Regions from separate parts of the Mus musculus genome. Here regions 1, 3, 4 and 5 are each linked to region 2. Evidence: chromatin contacts called from public Hi-C, HiChIP or PLAC-seq and promoter capture Hi-C data. All regions are on one chromosome and are shown on one strand. The core of a region is the stretch at or near the end of the contact, and the rest is flanking DNA. Distances in the headings are between cores, read along the strand shown.

Region 1 (2,700 bases), core at 43-2,542, 1.1 Mb before region 2:
CTCACCCTCAAGCCTGATTTAGAAAGAAACTGGAAAATCTTCAGAATCATTTTTTGTAGTAGATAAAATGTGCGGTTAACTTGTTGCTTAACGTCTTAAAACAAGAAGTGTTAGCCACCCGTTATGTGGGTTCTTGAACTTCAGCACAGGATGGCTTACAGAATAGGCCTAGGACTTGGGAGGAATTAAAGTGATTTCCATTACTCAGTTTAGATCTCATATCAAATGAACCAGGTGCTGAAGACAGATACCTCCTCCTCTGAATGCACTCCCTGGGAAGAAAGATGCTCTGAGCTTAGTAGAAGTAGTCAGTGGAAGGTGCTAGTTTCTGCTGGGCAATGCATCTTGATGAGTACTGTCACAGCAGGGGTCAGCCTTCAAACCAGTATCCTGCAGAATGTATGCCTGCTGCTTTCCCATAGAAAAAGCTACCCAGCCACTGATCATGGTGGACTGAAACTGGAGCCAGAATAGATCTTTCTCCCTTTTAAATTATTTCTCCCAACTATCTGTCACGGGACAAAAAGTCGAATGCACTTAGGTCTCCACAATCTCCTTAAATATCCATGTATCTGAGTTTTGAGTTTTATTATTTTCCTTATGATATATACGTACACATATATATCTTATGATATATATACATATCTCAATACATATGCACACACAAATATATGCATACATTTATACAACACAAACACATACACACACATAAACATGTCATCACATACACAAATATATATATATGTATATATATATATATATACATACATACATGTATATATATACATACATATACACACACACACATACATACATACATACACACACTCCACTCAGTTTTCTTTCTTGCTCACTACTCTGTAGTTTAAGTATGATTTCTCCAGAAGCCATCTCTATGCTCATCTATGCTGACTGGCTGTGACGTCATCACATACCACTTACCACACCTCCTATTGTCCTCCACTATTGGATTTGCTGAATGAGTAAGTAGCTTCCACAGGAGCCAAGTCTTTGGTTGAGCCTTATAATCCCAGAGCCAAATCTGGTGCCTGGCGCATAATAGGAGCTTGGGAATGATTCATGGAAGAAAGAAAAAAATAAACTGAGGAGTGTTTCAATGCTGTGTGAGGAATTTATTTTCCAGTCCAATTGCAATAAGCACATCTTCTTGAGAGAATGGCTAAATGCCCCGCTGTCGCCTGAGCATGGACACAATCCAGCAAGTCTGAGTTGTGGCACCAAACAGACAAACAGAGAGGCTCTTCCTAGGGAGAGAGGTAATTAGCACGCATTTGGCAGAATGCACTGGAAGGAAGAGACGTCCTGAGGGGCACTCTTGGAACACACTCAGGGAGGAAAGCTCACATACAATGAACTGGTTTTTATGGATCTAAGACGATTTTAACTGAGTAACAGTGACTCTGTTGTACAGAATCAGCATTCTATGCAGGCAATGGGAAAGCAAGAGTCCCTGTGCCTCGTAACGAGTGAGCAGGTGGCTAAGATTAGACAGGACTCGGCAGAAGAGGAAACATCTGGCTGCCTCTACAGAAGAGACTTTGCTCTCTTGGCCTCTCCAAGCTTTTCCCTCTAGCTTCTTAATGAGAAGGCATTGAAGGTGAGTTACCAAATTCTATGTCTATGGCGACTCCAATTGATATATCGAAATAAACTTTGGAAATAAACTTTCATTTCCATAAGTCATTTTCTTATACTTTCTAATTCTTTAAAGAAGCCCTGTTGCACTTGGACTGGGTAGCTGCAGACAGCCCAAGTGTGTTAATTAGCAAATTAAATTTTCTTATTCCTCTCTGCTTATGCTACATACAACTCTGTACAACCACTGAGAAGATAATGACATTCATCTAGTGACTTCCCAACCCTAAGCATGCTGGGATAGTGAAGAAAGAGACCCCAGCTGGGGCTCACCCGGGAGAGCTTGAATTCGGTCTTTGTTCTGACATAACTCTGGCTGCTGCAGGCACATGTCTTCACCTTCTCCTTTGCCTCTTAAGCATCCCATGCTGTTTCTAAAGATGGGCTTCATAAGCTGGCCATGTGGCACACATCTGGAATCCCTGCTCCTGCAAAGTGGAGGCAGGAAGATCAGGAGTTCAAGGCCAGCCTTGGCTACACACTAACTTTGAGGCCAGCTACATGCGGTTTTGTCTCAAACAACAAAATAAAGATAAAAACGAGAGAATGAAAGGAAGAAAGAAAAAAAGAGACCCTACAATCCTTGAAAAGACTTTAGCTGTTGCTTACCAGGTGAAATGCAGACATCCAATGGAGCTGGAGACATCACGTCTTCCTACTCCTTCAGCTTTTCTCCTCTCGTAATTATATAAACCACAGACAGCTGGAGAAGGAAATAAGTGTAGGCTCACACAGCTCTTCCTGAGAGTTGGGGTTTTCCCACTCAACATAAACATTAAGTGTTAGAGCCTTTGCATTAATTGGCAGAGCCTTCTTCCACCCCCACCCTTCCCTTCCACCCTTTTGCTCTGACTCTACTTGTCCCAGCTGTTCCAGCTCATAGGTTCTTTATTTGTTTTCTCATTACAGATGATTGTGAGCCACTAAGTGGTTGCTGGGATTTGAACTCATGACCTCTGAAAGAGCAGTGTCTTAACCTCTGAGCCATCTCACCAGCTCATGGCAGAACTTTCTTAAGGAAGGAGAAACAATGAGAAACTGGTG
Region 2 (2,700 bases), core at 84-2,583:
AACTCCTTATTGGCTTCTCTTAATTCATTTACTTCCTTTTACTTCTAATCCCAGCCTTCTTGTTTTAAGATCTGTTCTTCTAAGTCTTAAGTCTGTTTGCAAGCTAGACAAGCAACAGACATGCAAGTAACTTTTACCACATTCACATGGAGCTGTTAAGTGTGAGGCCTGCTAAGAATCCACCCAAACTTGGGTATGAATTCTAGCTTTGATACTTTATAACTATGGACTTTGAACAAATTCTTTAACCTTTTTGAGTTTCCTCTCTGTGAAATGAGAATAATAATCCATAATTCACAGAGATGTCTTGGGGATTAAATACAATAACTCAAGTAAATTACTTTGTGCATAGTAGGCATTCAATAAATGTCAGTTTCCTTCTTCTCCCTGTTATTAATGCTTATTAGACTATATTAAAAACTAGAACCAGACTGTGATAATGCAATCCCTTATTAAGTGTTTAAGCCAAATAACCAACTTCCCTCAGGGGGAAGAGAAATGTTGAATTCGGTTTTTTTGGTAAACTTATTTATTAGTATTTTTCTCGAGTTTTATTCCTCAAAGTCCACACTTCAGCTACTGTTTATGCCACAAAAATGACAATTTATATTCTCTTTGCTGGCATAGAGTTGAGGATTTGCAAATTATCCACTACCTAGACTTTGATCTATTATTCATTATCTTAGCAGCCCGATTTTATTTACTAACTACGTCATATAACAAAGTTTTGCTTTCAACAGTTTCCCTGAGGTCTAAGGATTTCAGAGAATCAAGTTTACTACCGCAGCGTCACCGCGTAGACGAACGAGGGGTGGGGCGGAGGGATCCACACCGTCTGTGTGCTTTCGTGTTAATTTTACAGTCTTGCGTTTAAGTGGAGCCACGTTTCCCTCAAGGACGGAGCCTAAGAGAAGCAGACAAGAGCTGAAGCTAAGGTCTCTCTGCGCCTTTAAGAACTGGAGACTGGGTCATAGCTCCGCCTCCTTCCCGGCCCACCTCTGAACTCTGATTGACAAGACTCCCGGGCTAGGAGGAGCTGAAGGAGGCCGAGGAGGAGACGCTGGGTGGAAAGTAGGGGGAGGAGGAGCCCACTTTCAGGACTAGCCAATCATAGAAGGGGGCGGGGCTCAAGAGCCCTCCTCCCTCCTCTGACCCCCGCCTCCTGGCCTCTCCGCTCCCTCCCCCCTTCCCTCGGCCCCCTCCCCTCTCCTCCTTCTCCTCCTCCTCCTCCTTCTCCTCCTCCTCCTCCTTCTCCTCCTCCACCTCCTCCTCCTCCTTCTCCTCCTCCTCCTCCTCCTCCTCTCAGGCTGTGGTTTTTCTGTATATGTTTCTGGAGTCCTGAGCCTGGGCTAAACAAAAGCAGGAGGCTGACGGGGCTGCTGGAGTTTGCAGAGACACGGAGGAGGAAAGAGCTTGGGCTTTGCCTGCCGCCACGGCTGGGGGTGATCTGGCTTCTGCTACAGCCCACCCCCTTTGAGATCACTCTGGCCCGGAGTGGGGGTGGGGGGCAGCGGGGGGTGGGGGGGAAAGTTTGCATTGCAATCCCCCTGCCTTCCTCTCCTTTCTCCCGATCAATGCATATTTGCAAAAGGATTAAGCCACAGATTTAAGCGCCGGGAGCCCATTTCTGCCTTGCAAAGGAGATCGGACTGAAAAACCCAAAGGCGGCTCTGATTTCTTTTCGCCAAGTGGGAAGGTGGTTTATTTTTCTTGCTTTTTTGGAGTCAACACCCTTCCCCACCAGCCCTTATCCCCACCCTCACCCCGCAACCCCTTCACGCCCCCCTCCCCCTCCCCATCCTCCCACCATCCTCTAAAGAGGCAAAGAGATTTTTTTTTTCCCCTTTTGGTCTTCTTCTTCTTTTTTTAAAACCCTGGTCCCTGTTTATCCTGAAAAGGATTTGAAGACAGCTTGAAGGATAAAAAGCCTCGGTGCTTCCCAGGCGCCGATCCGAGGAGCCGAAGAGGAAGAGCCGGGGCTGCCGGAGCCTTCAGAGATGGACGAGCAGCCGAGGCTGATGCATTCCCACGCTGGGGTCGGGATGGCCGGACACCCCGGCCTGTCCCAGCACTTGCAGGATGGGGCCGGAGGGACCGAGGGGGAGGGCGGGAGGAAGCAGGACATCGGGGACATTTTACAGCAAATTATGACCATCACAGACCAGAGTTTGGATGAAGCGCAGGCCAGGTGAGATGGAGGCTTTTCTTTGCCTTTCTTGTTTTTTTTTTTTTCCCTCCCTCTCGCAGGGGGAAACAATGGGAACCGAATCACCACAGCGCTTTCTTCTAAAATGTTGTTTCTTTTCTCATTTTGACAAACAACTCTATGGCGGAGGAGTAAAATTTAAAGAAGCGTTGTTATCGAAAGTGTGATCGCCCGTGCTGAGATATGGCTGTGTGTAGATAGATGTTGTGCGAGTGTGTCTGTTAGAGGTATTTGTATGAATGCACAAAAACACGCAGCCACGCCGAAAATACTGCCAACTAATCCGAAAGCGGCCCTCGGCACTTTTTTACAGCTTTAAAAAAGTGTATGAAGGAGGCAGAATTGTCAAGTTCCGAGCCGCATTCCATGCCTTCGGTAGTTGAGGGACTTCGGAACATGACAAAATAAAAAAAAATGTCCCAAGAACACTTTATTTGCAGATCCCGCTGACTCCTAAGCTAATTCAGCAAGTTTGATTTTTTTTTCTTCTTCAC
Region 3 (2,700 bases), core at 184-2,683, 1.5 Mb before region 2:
CTCCATTTTAGCATTGAGAATATTTTTGAATGGGATTCATAAAAGCACAGGGTATTTCTTTTTATATCGATCTTATAAACACGCAGCTACCTGATAATGTTAATGAGCATCCCACCGTGAGGCGGGGGCTGTGCCCTCCCCCACCTCCCCCAGTAAATTACTCCTTAGGACTGGAAGTGGGGGCCCATTGCCACTCATGACAGAGCCTCACCTTGCTGCAGGCGCTGCAGTTCTTTCTGAAGCTGTCTCTGCTCCCTGGCTAGCGATTTCACGTGATAGAGGCAGATGATCTCCAGCCTTTGCAGTCTAAGGCTGAGTCTGGCTTCTGCTTGCCTGGCACTCTTTCTCTCCAAGTCAAACTGCTTATACAGAGGTCCCTTCACCATGCTTCTGTCCATCTTCCTCACGCGTGGGTGACAGTAAAGCCAGTGTCCTCCAGGGACCACAGATAACCTGAAAGAACAAGGTCAGCATGGTGGCTTCTGGTCATTGGTCACTGATTAGTTTGAAATCTAATTTTATTAAATCTTAAACTGCCTAGTCAGATGAAGTCTCCACATCCAAACCCACACCTCTACCTTCTTAACTCCAGTAGCACTCTCAGGAAGGAACGAGAGTCCCTGCCAATACTCACCTCAGGGCTACAACACAGAATGCATGCGGGATAGTGGTCAGTCAGGTCAGGTGCTCTCCCTTAGGTATTGGTGGTAGTAGTTCAGGAAAAGATTAGCATTAAAGAAGGGCATCCACCCACAGCCAAGCAGTGGATGGCGCTTGGGGACTCTTATGGAAGAATAGGAGGAAGGTTTACAGCCACTAAGGTGATAAGAACTCCACAGGAAGATGAACAGAATCAACTAACCTGCACCCTCAAGACTCTCCCAGACTGAACGGCCAATCAAAGACCGTAAATGGGCTGGACCAGGACTCTGCACATATATAACAGGTGTACAGCTTGGTTTTTATGTGGGTCCCAAACAACTGGAGCGGGGGACTGTCCCAAGAGGTGTTGCCTGTATGTGGGATGTGCTCTTTCAGCTGGGATGCCTCAGTGGGAGAGGAGGCGCTTAGCCTCTCAGAGACTTGAAGTGCCAGGGTAGGGGGAAGAGGGTGGAGGGGGTTACTCACTCAGAGGAGAAGGGGGTAAGGAAGGAAGGATTGTGGGAGGAGGTGAGAGGGAAGGGGGATCAGTGAGTGGAATGTAAAGTGAATAAGAAAAAAAAATTGAAATGTCAAAAAAGGGGGTGGGGTGGGGCTAAGGCCAGACACAAGGCAGCTCTAATTTAAGAGCCGAATTCGAGTCAGTTTGATTTAGATTCTGAAGTATAGATTAAAGCTTCACCCAAAAATACAGGGGGTAGCACTTACCTGCAAACCCAGCTCCTCACCAGGAAAATCTTTGTTTCTTTGGCTCCAAGCTTGTTTTCTTCACTAAGCGTGTGAGCCTGTGTAAAGGGGGGTGAGGGTGGGGAAGGGGGCTGGAAGGGGGCGGGGCCAGGAGAAGGTTAGTTACACTCGAAAGCTCTGTCCTTTCCTCCTGCGACCCCTGGTTAGGAATGCCGTCGACTCCTCGAGCCTTGGGTCCCATTTGCTCTTGAAGAGGCCACATCTCTAACTTGTTTTGAGGATAAAGGAAGCTTGCCAACTTCCAGCCCTCCCCAGGGAGGCCTGCGGTGCTCCTAGGCCGTGTCCATGGGAGCCAAGAATGAAAGCCAAGAGTCCCTCACTGTTTGTAACCAGTCTCTTCTCTTCCACCTCCCTCTGCTTCGCTTCTACCTCCCCTGCCCCTGCCCCTCCTCCCGCCCCATCTCCCACCCCTTTTCTGGCTTCTTGGAAACCAAAAGAAAGCACCCTGCCTTCCCATTCATGACTGGGCACATTTTGCACAGAAAGGCATTGAATTTGCTTATTCTACGTTATTGCGCTCCACGCTGGGTGTTTCCAGTCTTCCAGCCTTGTTCGGTGCATTTCAAAGTTTATTTAGATTTTCAAAGGCTTGGACACAGCACGAGATGAAGTGATATATATTTTTGAATCAACTTTTGTCTTCACGTTTGGAGAGCTGCAGCAGAGAATAGAGTTGAGCTATGGGTTATAGACGAAGATACTGGATGGGACTCTAACTGTTTCCTTGGGGATCCTTCTGAGAATGAGAGGCAGTAAGATTCCACAGTCTAAAGACAGCTGCCAACACTGGGGCCCAGTAATCCCAGTTTATGAAAGGCAGCTAAGCAGCCCCTACTACCCACAATCACCACCCGGCAAACAAACTATTCTAAAGAGATTACTGGGGAGGTGAGAGAGGGAGGGCGGGTCATTGTTCTCTAAGTAGGAAATGATACCTTCCCAGCCAGTGCTTCTCCCATGCACAAGTTCTTCCTCTCCAGGATTTAAACAAGTAGGGCACAATCTCCAAGACAATTACTACAGAAAGTGGGGTGCCGCATAAGGGAAACTGGCACTCTAGTCCCCATCGGCAGGCCTGGTGAAGTGCATAGCAACAGAGCTTTGTTGCCCCCATGAAGCGGTAAATATCCAGCCCAAATATGCCCTGGCAATGAAAGCACAACTCAATTAATATGAATCCATGCTGTGCACCTAGATTGGGCAGATCAACCCCTACACTACCATCTTCCACATCTATGTGACCCCTTAGAACTTGTAGTTTCTCCAAGCCATGTTCTTCTGCTCTGCTTTTCT
Region 4 (2,723 bases), core at 37-2,536, 1.7 Mb before region 2:
GGGACTTGCACACATAAAGAAGGTCAAGAGATTCTGGGCAACCCCATTGTGGGCAGGCTCTGAATTCTTCACTTAAGACTCGGTACTTTCCAAGCTGGAAGTATGAAAACTAGAGAACACACCCGTGTTGTTAGTCTTGCTCCAGGAAGGCACACCTACCACTATCAACAGCACTGTGGGTGCCATTTACAGCTTCTCAGGCGACGTGGCGTTCTGACAGGATTCCAGAGAGCATGCAAGGCTAAGGCCAAGCAAATACTGCTAATAATATATCATGTCCTTCCTTGATCCTGTTCCACCAAGCTGTTTATCCATCTAATCTCTCAAAGCCACAAAGGTGCCTTAACAGATGGGCAACTACGTTTTTATTTACAAATGATACCCCTTGTTAAATGATATTTCTAAATGACATAAATTGATAGTAAAGTCTGGATTAAAAATGAATACGCAAGAATGACTAAGAAAACACTGAAAATGTAAAATGAGGAAGCCTATCCACCTGATGGAAAACATCCTGATATGTTAAATTTAGTTGCTTTTGACATCTCAACAAATTGGACTCTCGTTTCAAAACCTGCAAAAACCCAACATAATAGCTCTAAATATAAATGCAACTTCATAACACTGAGATTATAGCCTGCACATGCACATCTGCTGCCTATGCTGTAACAGGACAGTTGAATTTTAGCTCTCCTCTCCTAGCTAAGTTCTTGCTCTCTGGGCCGGTTCTCCCTGACTGGCACATTTTGCATGGCCTCGGGTCATCTAATCCCTTTTGATTGCATTTCGTTCACTAGTCGCTGTGCAAAAGGCAACCCGGCTGTGTCGACACCCAAGAGACTCCGAAGACAATGGCAGAGGAAGCCCGGGTCACTGGCAAACAGGTATGTGGAGAATTAGAGACAAAATCAGCTAGCTTAAGGTCACAGGCCTGCCTTGGAGGGATCTCTGCCTAGAAACCGGCGGGTCTTTCCCAACCACACCCGTGGGCGTTCGGAAATCCGTCACTTGAAGACTCACTGCCAGCGCCGCGCTCCCTACCAGGCGCTCTGATCCGCCCCGGGTGACCGAGAGGACCCGCCCTGCAGTTTGTCCTTAAGGTGGCGCCTGGCCTCACCTCCCCGCGAAGCCGCGCGCGTAGCCGGCCCCGCCCCTGCTAGTGCGTGGGGGGCGGTACCACAGACTGACAGGATCCTTGGCCATCCTATTGGGCAAGAGTCTGAGTGACGTAAAGAGGCTCCTCCTTCCTGTCGCCGGTGCCCGCCCCTTTGGCTGTTCTCGGTCGCTGACGTGTCGGGCCGGCAGGCTTCCGCTCCGCCCCTGGGCCGCAGCCACTCACCGCGGCGGGAGGGGCCGGGTGGCCGGGGCCCGCGCTCCCCTCGGCCGCTGCTCGTGGCCCGCCCCGCCGCCCCGGCCCCTCGGATGACAGTATATATTCCAGGCGGGCGCGGGACACGGGCGAGTAGCCGAGCCGAAGGAGCCGCGGGATTGTCGAGGGAGGTAGGGACCCCCTTCACGCGCGCGCTCCCATGCCTAGCGCGGGGACCCGGCTACGCGTTGCCGCACCTTGCTCGGCGTCCGCTGCTCGGAGCTCCGGAGAGGCGTGGGCTGTGTCGCGGCGGGGCGGGGATGCGCGCGCGGAGGGTCTTGGGGGAGACCTGAGGGAGGAGGCTTGGGTGATGATGGAGTTCCCGGCGCTTGTCAGCGCTGTTTTTGAGTTGGGGGAAGAGGAGCCAGGAGGGTTTCAGGCTAGGGCCCGGGCATAGTTGTGCCACTTCTGGGGTTCACCGGTGGGAATAAGTGATCGCTGTTACTGTTGGGAAAGCGCGTTGGGGTGTTTTGAACCCACGAGGGTAAGAATTGATAGTTCCGACCAGGACAGTGGATCCCAATGGGGGATGTGACTAGCACAGGACCCGCTTGCCTTCGCTTGATACTGATAGTGAGAGAGGTTCAGATTTCAGGGTTTTCCCCTCAGTTGGACTGGAGGAACGGTGAGGCTGAGAGCACACATATGCTCTAGAAGATTTTTTAAAAGTTTGGTGTGAAGGCTGACTGGCCTTCATCGGCATACTATGAGATCTGATATCCGATGGTAATGATCATGCATTTATGAGAGGCACAAGTTTAAGGACTTGGAGGTGAAGTTCACTGGGCTTGGATCCAAGAGTTTGCAGCAAACCAAAAGCATTTATCCATTTCGTTATTAGTTGACTCACTTGGCTGAGGGAAAAGACTTCATAGTCTGTCCTGTTAGTTAGTGGTTAGGACTCAAGTCAGTCTCAGTACCATTCCTCCCCACCCCCACCCCAGCCCCTCCCCTCCCCTCTTTTTTCCTGTTTCGTTTGTTTGTTTGTTTGTTTCCGAGACAGGGTTTCTCTGTGTAGCTTTGGTTGTTGGAACTCACTCTGTAGACCTGGCTGGCCCAGAATTCAGAGATCCATTTACCTTAAAGATATGTACCGCCACTGCCTGGCTCCATGTGTCCCCCCCACCCCACCCCCACCCCCCAAAGCGATTTACTAACCCACCCTGAGGACATATAGCAGCAGAGGTGGGGGTGGAATTGGGAAATACTGGACGTCCTTAATGTGGCATTTAAATTCTAATAAAGGCATGTTTGATAATGGTTTGTTGGGTATGTTGATCCAGGTGTGTTAGGTTGTAGGCACACACCAAATTTAGTCATAATTTCTAGTGCAGACTTTTGTTCTTAGTATAAA
Region 5 (2,713 bases), core at 179-2,678, 1.5 Mb before region 2:
CTGGGCTGGGCTGGAAGTGATAGAGGACTTTCTCTGAAGTCTTCTGGGTTTCATCTAACTCAGAGCTGGTCCCACTCCTGTTCTCATCTGAGGCTGTAGTAAGGCTGAACTCCTCTCGGACCCAGGCAGACTCCTGATGTTGCTTTCATGCACAGAGTTCATGCTAATAATTGCACAAGAGAACTTAAAAAAAAAAAAACAACTCAAAATAAACGTCATAATATGTTAATTAAGTTTACAGTTTTCTGGTGGGCCATTTTCATGCTACCCTAGGGTGCAGTGTGGACACACCTGTCTGCCACCCAACCCACCCACCAGGCTCTCCAATTTCTTTTTAAAAAGTGAGCTTTCTTTGGGAGAGCCACACAGTTTTCTCTGTTCTTTTGCTGCCACTTCTGAACTCCAGGGTTTAAAAAGGATCATTTGGGTATGGAATCTCAAGATCAGGGATTTTTTTTTTTTTCCACTTCAAGGCTTTAGAAAATTTGTTAAGTTACTGTCTTTTAAGAACAGTTGAAATGATCAACCAGTTTTCTTAAGTTTTAGCAGTTTGTTGGTATCATTAATCAAAACATATAGATTAAAGCCCAGAAAAGACGTTATCATTTAGGATCACGGCTATCCCTAGTAATTACAGCTCTGAAAGAGGAATAGTTTGTTCAATCATATGAGTATTAGTCCTTTCACTCAATATTAATCATCTGTAAGTAGCGAAAGCTGGGATAACGATTATAACAGCTGCGCAGGGTATTTTTATGCGAATTGAACTTAATAAAAAAAGGGAGTTTTAATGTATGCATTTGCCCCTCCCTGATTACCTAGTTCTGCTCCCTCCAAAGTACTCATCTGGGATGGCTTGGAGACAAAAAAAAAAAAAAAAAAAGAGCGAGCGAGCGAGAGAGAGAGAGAGAGAGAGAGAGAGAGGCAGAGAGAGTGAGAAAATAAAGCTCATTACAGCGACCTGAGAGGTCTGAAGGAGATGACAGTACGCATTCCTTTAGCGTTCTGAGATTCTCTGGTTTCATTCCACATTCAGAGCTTGAAATTGCTAACTTACTCGTGATTCGACATAAATACAATTCAATGAAATCCAGGTTCTCTTTCTTAAAGACCATGCTTTACACATCCTAAGAAGCAAACTTGGACTTGGGTTCCTGCACCGAAGCCTCTCCCAGCAGCCTTGTGAAACCTCCAGCTCTGCCGCCCGCTTGCTTCACTCAGAACAAAGCCCCCGCCGCAGACTGGGGGCGGCGACTGCCTGGATTGGCTATAGGACCCTTGTGTCACGTGGCTCCGCCCCTCGGCCTATCTCACCTCACCCGGTCTGGGCGTGGAGAGAAGATGCCGAGTCGCGATTGGCGGGCCTAACGCGCGGACCGGATGACGCAGGAGAGGTGGAGCCGGGCCGAGCCTTGATTGGTCGAGGTGCGCGTGGTCACGGATCAAGGTTCAGGCTAAGAGAACCCCGGTGCAGTTCTACTTCGGTGCAGGGCGTGGAAGATGCGGAAGGTGGTTTTGATCACCGGGGCGAGCAGGTGAGACCTCCTATGGAACCCCGGAGTCTATGCGGGGGGAAGCGCAGGTCGGTGATTCACTTCGATGGGGTCCGCAGAGACCCCGTTCCCTGGCTTTCCAAGAGGTGTGGTCATGCCTGCCTCGCTTGGTGCTCGGTGCTCGGTGGCTGGCGCTTTGAATTAAACATGACAGTGGAAAGGAAAGCTAAACCGCCAGTGACTGGTCAGCCTGGCAGTGATGCTGGACAGTTGTTCTCTAGGGACCGTCAGTCTCCGAGAGTAGTTAATTGTAGGTGCCCACAGTTCACTTTAAACCTAAACACTCGGGGTGTTTAAATGTCAGCATCCATGAACTTTAGGACAATGAGGAAATTTCACTCCTGCAGCATGTTTTCATATACTCTTTCCAGGAACCTACAGAACGACCAGTCTAGCAACTAAGGCTTATCCTGATGCAGATGCCAGCAAAGTTATTCCAGGCTTGCCCATTTGACCCTTGACCTACTTATCATTTGTTGATGAAGAATGTGTGGAGGATGGACCCAACCAACTCCCCTCCTACCCCCAATTGGTTACATTGCTATTTTTTGAGGAATTAATACAGGATTTGTTAAATGCCACTTAAGCCTGTTTCAGTGACCCAATCACATCTATATTAACTAAACCAGTGGAGGGGTCTGTCTTGGGCTTTTTGTTAGTGTGCGCTCTCCTTTAGGTCAGCTGGGTTTTGGCCGTTCTCGAGTGGAAAGTGCCTGTAGAAGTCAGACCTGAATTGGTGTGATTTTGATATACTGTGGTGTGTGCAACTTATACTAAAGTTGGTATTTAAAGTAAGGATGAATAGGCCGGTATCTGCTTGGTACTTTGCTGGCAGGGCCGCCAGATTCTGTGGATTCCAGACTCACTTTGGAGCTCCCTTTGCTGGCAGTCTGCATGAGAACTTACTGTTACCCAGAATGGCCTCGCTACCAGCAGTGGGCCCCATCTGCTGCGACCTTCATATCACTCTTTGTGACCCAGTGCATCTGAAGCCTCCTAGCTCTGCTCTTTCCTGCTTCTTTGTCTTCGGCTCTATCTGCTTGCTGATTCTGCTTTCTGTCTACTTGTATTGAGGGCTTTTTTTTTTTTTAAACTCTTGGCTATTCTGCTGTGACTTAGTAGTTGACAGGGATTTAACTTCAAGCTGTGCTACTGTGTAT

Evidence for each region. Promoter capture Hi-C pulls out the DNA fragments that hold promoters and counts their contacts. A called contact is a pair of places that touch in the nucleus more often than the background predicts. HiChIP or PLAC-seq counts read pairs in DNA pulled down with a chosen protein or histone mark.
Region 1: an H3K4me3 HiChIP or PLAC-seq map of neural progenitor cells shows a contact between it and region 2, with 11 times the contacts expected there. The contact joins the enhancer-like site here to the promoter of Pbx1 in region 2. A contact is called at or near these places in 6 of 39 promoter capture datasets (embryonic stem cells, liver, maxillary cranial neural crest and 2 more) and 9 of 115 datasets of contacts at active chromatin or transcription factors (SST interneurons, bone marrow-derived macrophages, craniofacial prominence and 5 more).
Region 3: a contact with region 2 is called in a promoter capture Hi-C map of hippocampal neurons, with 16 times the contacts expected there. The contact joins the promoter of Ccdc190 here to the promoter of Pbx1 in region 2. A contact is called at or near these places in 3 of 39 promoter capture datasets (embryonic stem cells, hippocampal neurons and pre-B cells), 3 of 484 Hi-C or Micro-C datasets (cerebral cortex and cortical neurons), 6 of 115 datasets of contacts at active chromatin or transcription factors (the NIH/3T3 cell line, astrocytes, embryonic stem cells and 2 more) and 2 of 9 other capture datasets (adipose tissue and embryonic stem cells).
Region 4: a Hi-C map of LSK cells shows a contact between it and region 2, with 9 times the contacts expected there. The contact joins the promoter of Uap1 here to the promoter of Pbx1 in region 2. A contact is called at or near these places in 5 of 39 promoter capture datasets (embryonic stem cells, hippocampal neurons, liver and 2 more), 2 of 484 Hi-C or Micro-C datasets (LSK cells and pro-B cells) and 1 of 115 datasets of contacts at active chromatin or transcription factors (pro-B cells).
Region 5: a contact with region 2 is called in a Hi-C map of LSK cells, with 4 times the contacts expected there. The contact joins the promoter of Hsd17b7 here to the promoter of Pbx1 in region 2. A contact is called at or near these places in 3 of 39 promoter capture datasets (embryonic stem cells, liver and pre-B cells), 2 of 484 Hi-C or Micro-C datasets (LSK cells and macrophages) and 1 of 9 other capture datasets (adipose tissue).

The regions. Positions count from the first base shown.
Region 1 is chr1:169,484,078-169,486,777 of GRCm38.p6, reverse strand. No RefSeq gene overlaps it. Among named protein-coding and RNA genes, the nearest start is that of Gm34535, 22 kb to the right of the region's middle. Within about 2 kb of position 1,292, at least 49 of the 459 cell types and tissues checked have an H3K27ac peak or open chromatin away from gene starts, as enhancers often do. A contact at or near this core is called in SST interneurons, neural progenitor cells and stem cell-derived neural progenitor cells, where this site is marked.
Region 2 is chr1:168,430,802-168,433,501 of GRCm38.p6, reverse strand. Pbx1 (pre B cell leukemia homeobox 1) reads left to right here and starts at 1,333. Exons shown (of 9, transcript NM_183355.3): 1 at 1,333-2,188. The coding sequence starts at 1,998.
Region 3 is chr1:169,927,672-169,930,371 of GRCm38.p6, reverse strand. It overlaps Ccdc190 (coiled-coil domain containing 190), which reads right to left and starts at 1,433. Exons shown (of 4, transcript NM_001033185.2): 1 at 1,369-1,433; 2 at 212-453. The coding sequence starts at 398. It overlaps Gm39699 (a long non-coding RNA gene), which reads right to left. Exons shown (of 3, transcript XR_865723.1): 2 at 2,343-2,551; 3 at 1,784-2,062.
Region 4 is chr1:170,173,527-170,176,249 of GRCm38.p6, reverse strand. It overlaps Uap1 (UDP-N-acetylglucosamine pyrophosphorylase 1), which reads left to right and starts at 1,286. Exons shown (of 11, transcript NM_001305045.1): 1 at 1,286-1,500.
Region 5 is chr1:169,967,920-169,970,632 of GRCm38.p6, reverse strand. Hsd17b7 (hydroxysteroid (17-beta) dehydrogenase 7) reads left to right here and starts at 1,428. Exons shown (of 9, transcript NM_010476.3): 1 at 1,428-1,535. The coding sequence starts at 1,501. 3110045C21Rik (RIKEN cDNA 3110045C21 gene) reads right to left here and starts at 1,224. Exons shown (of 3, transcript NR_040438.1): 1 at 1,058-1,224; 2 at 1-183.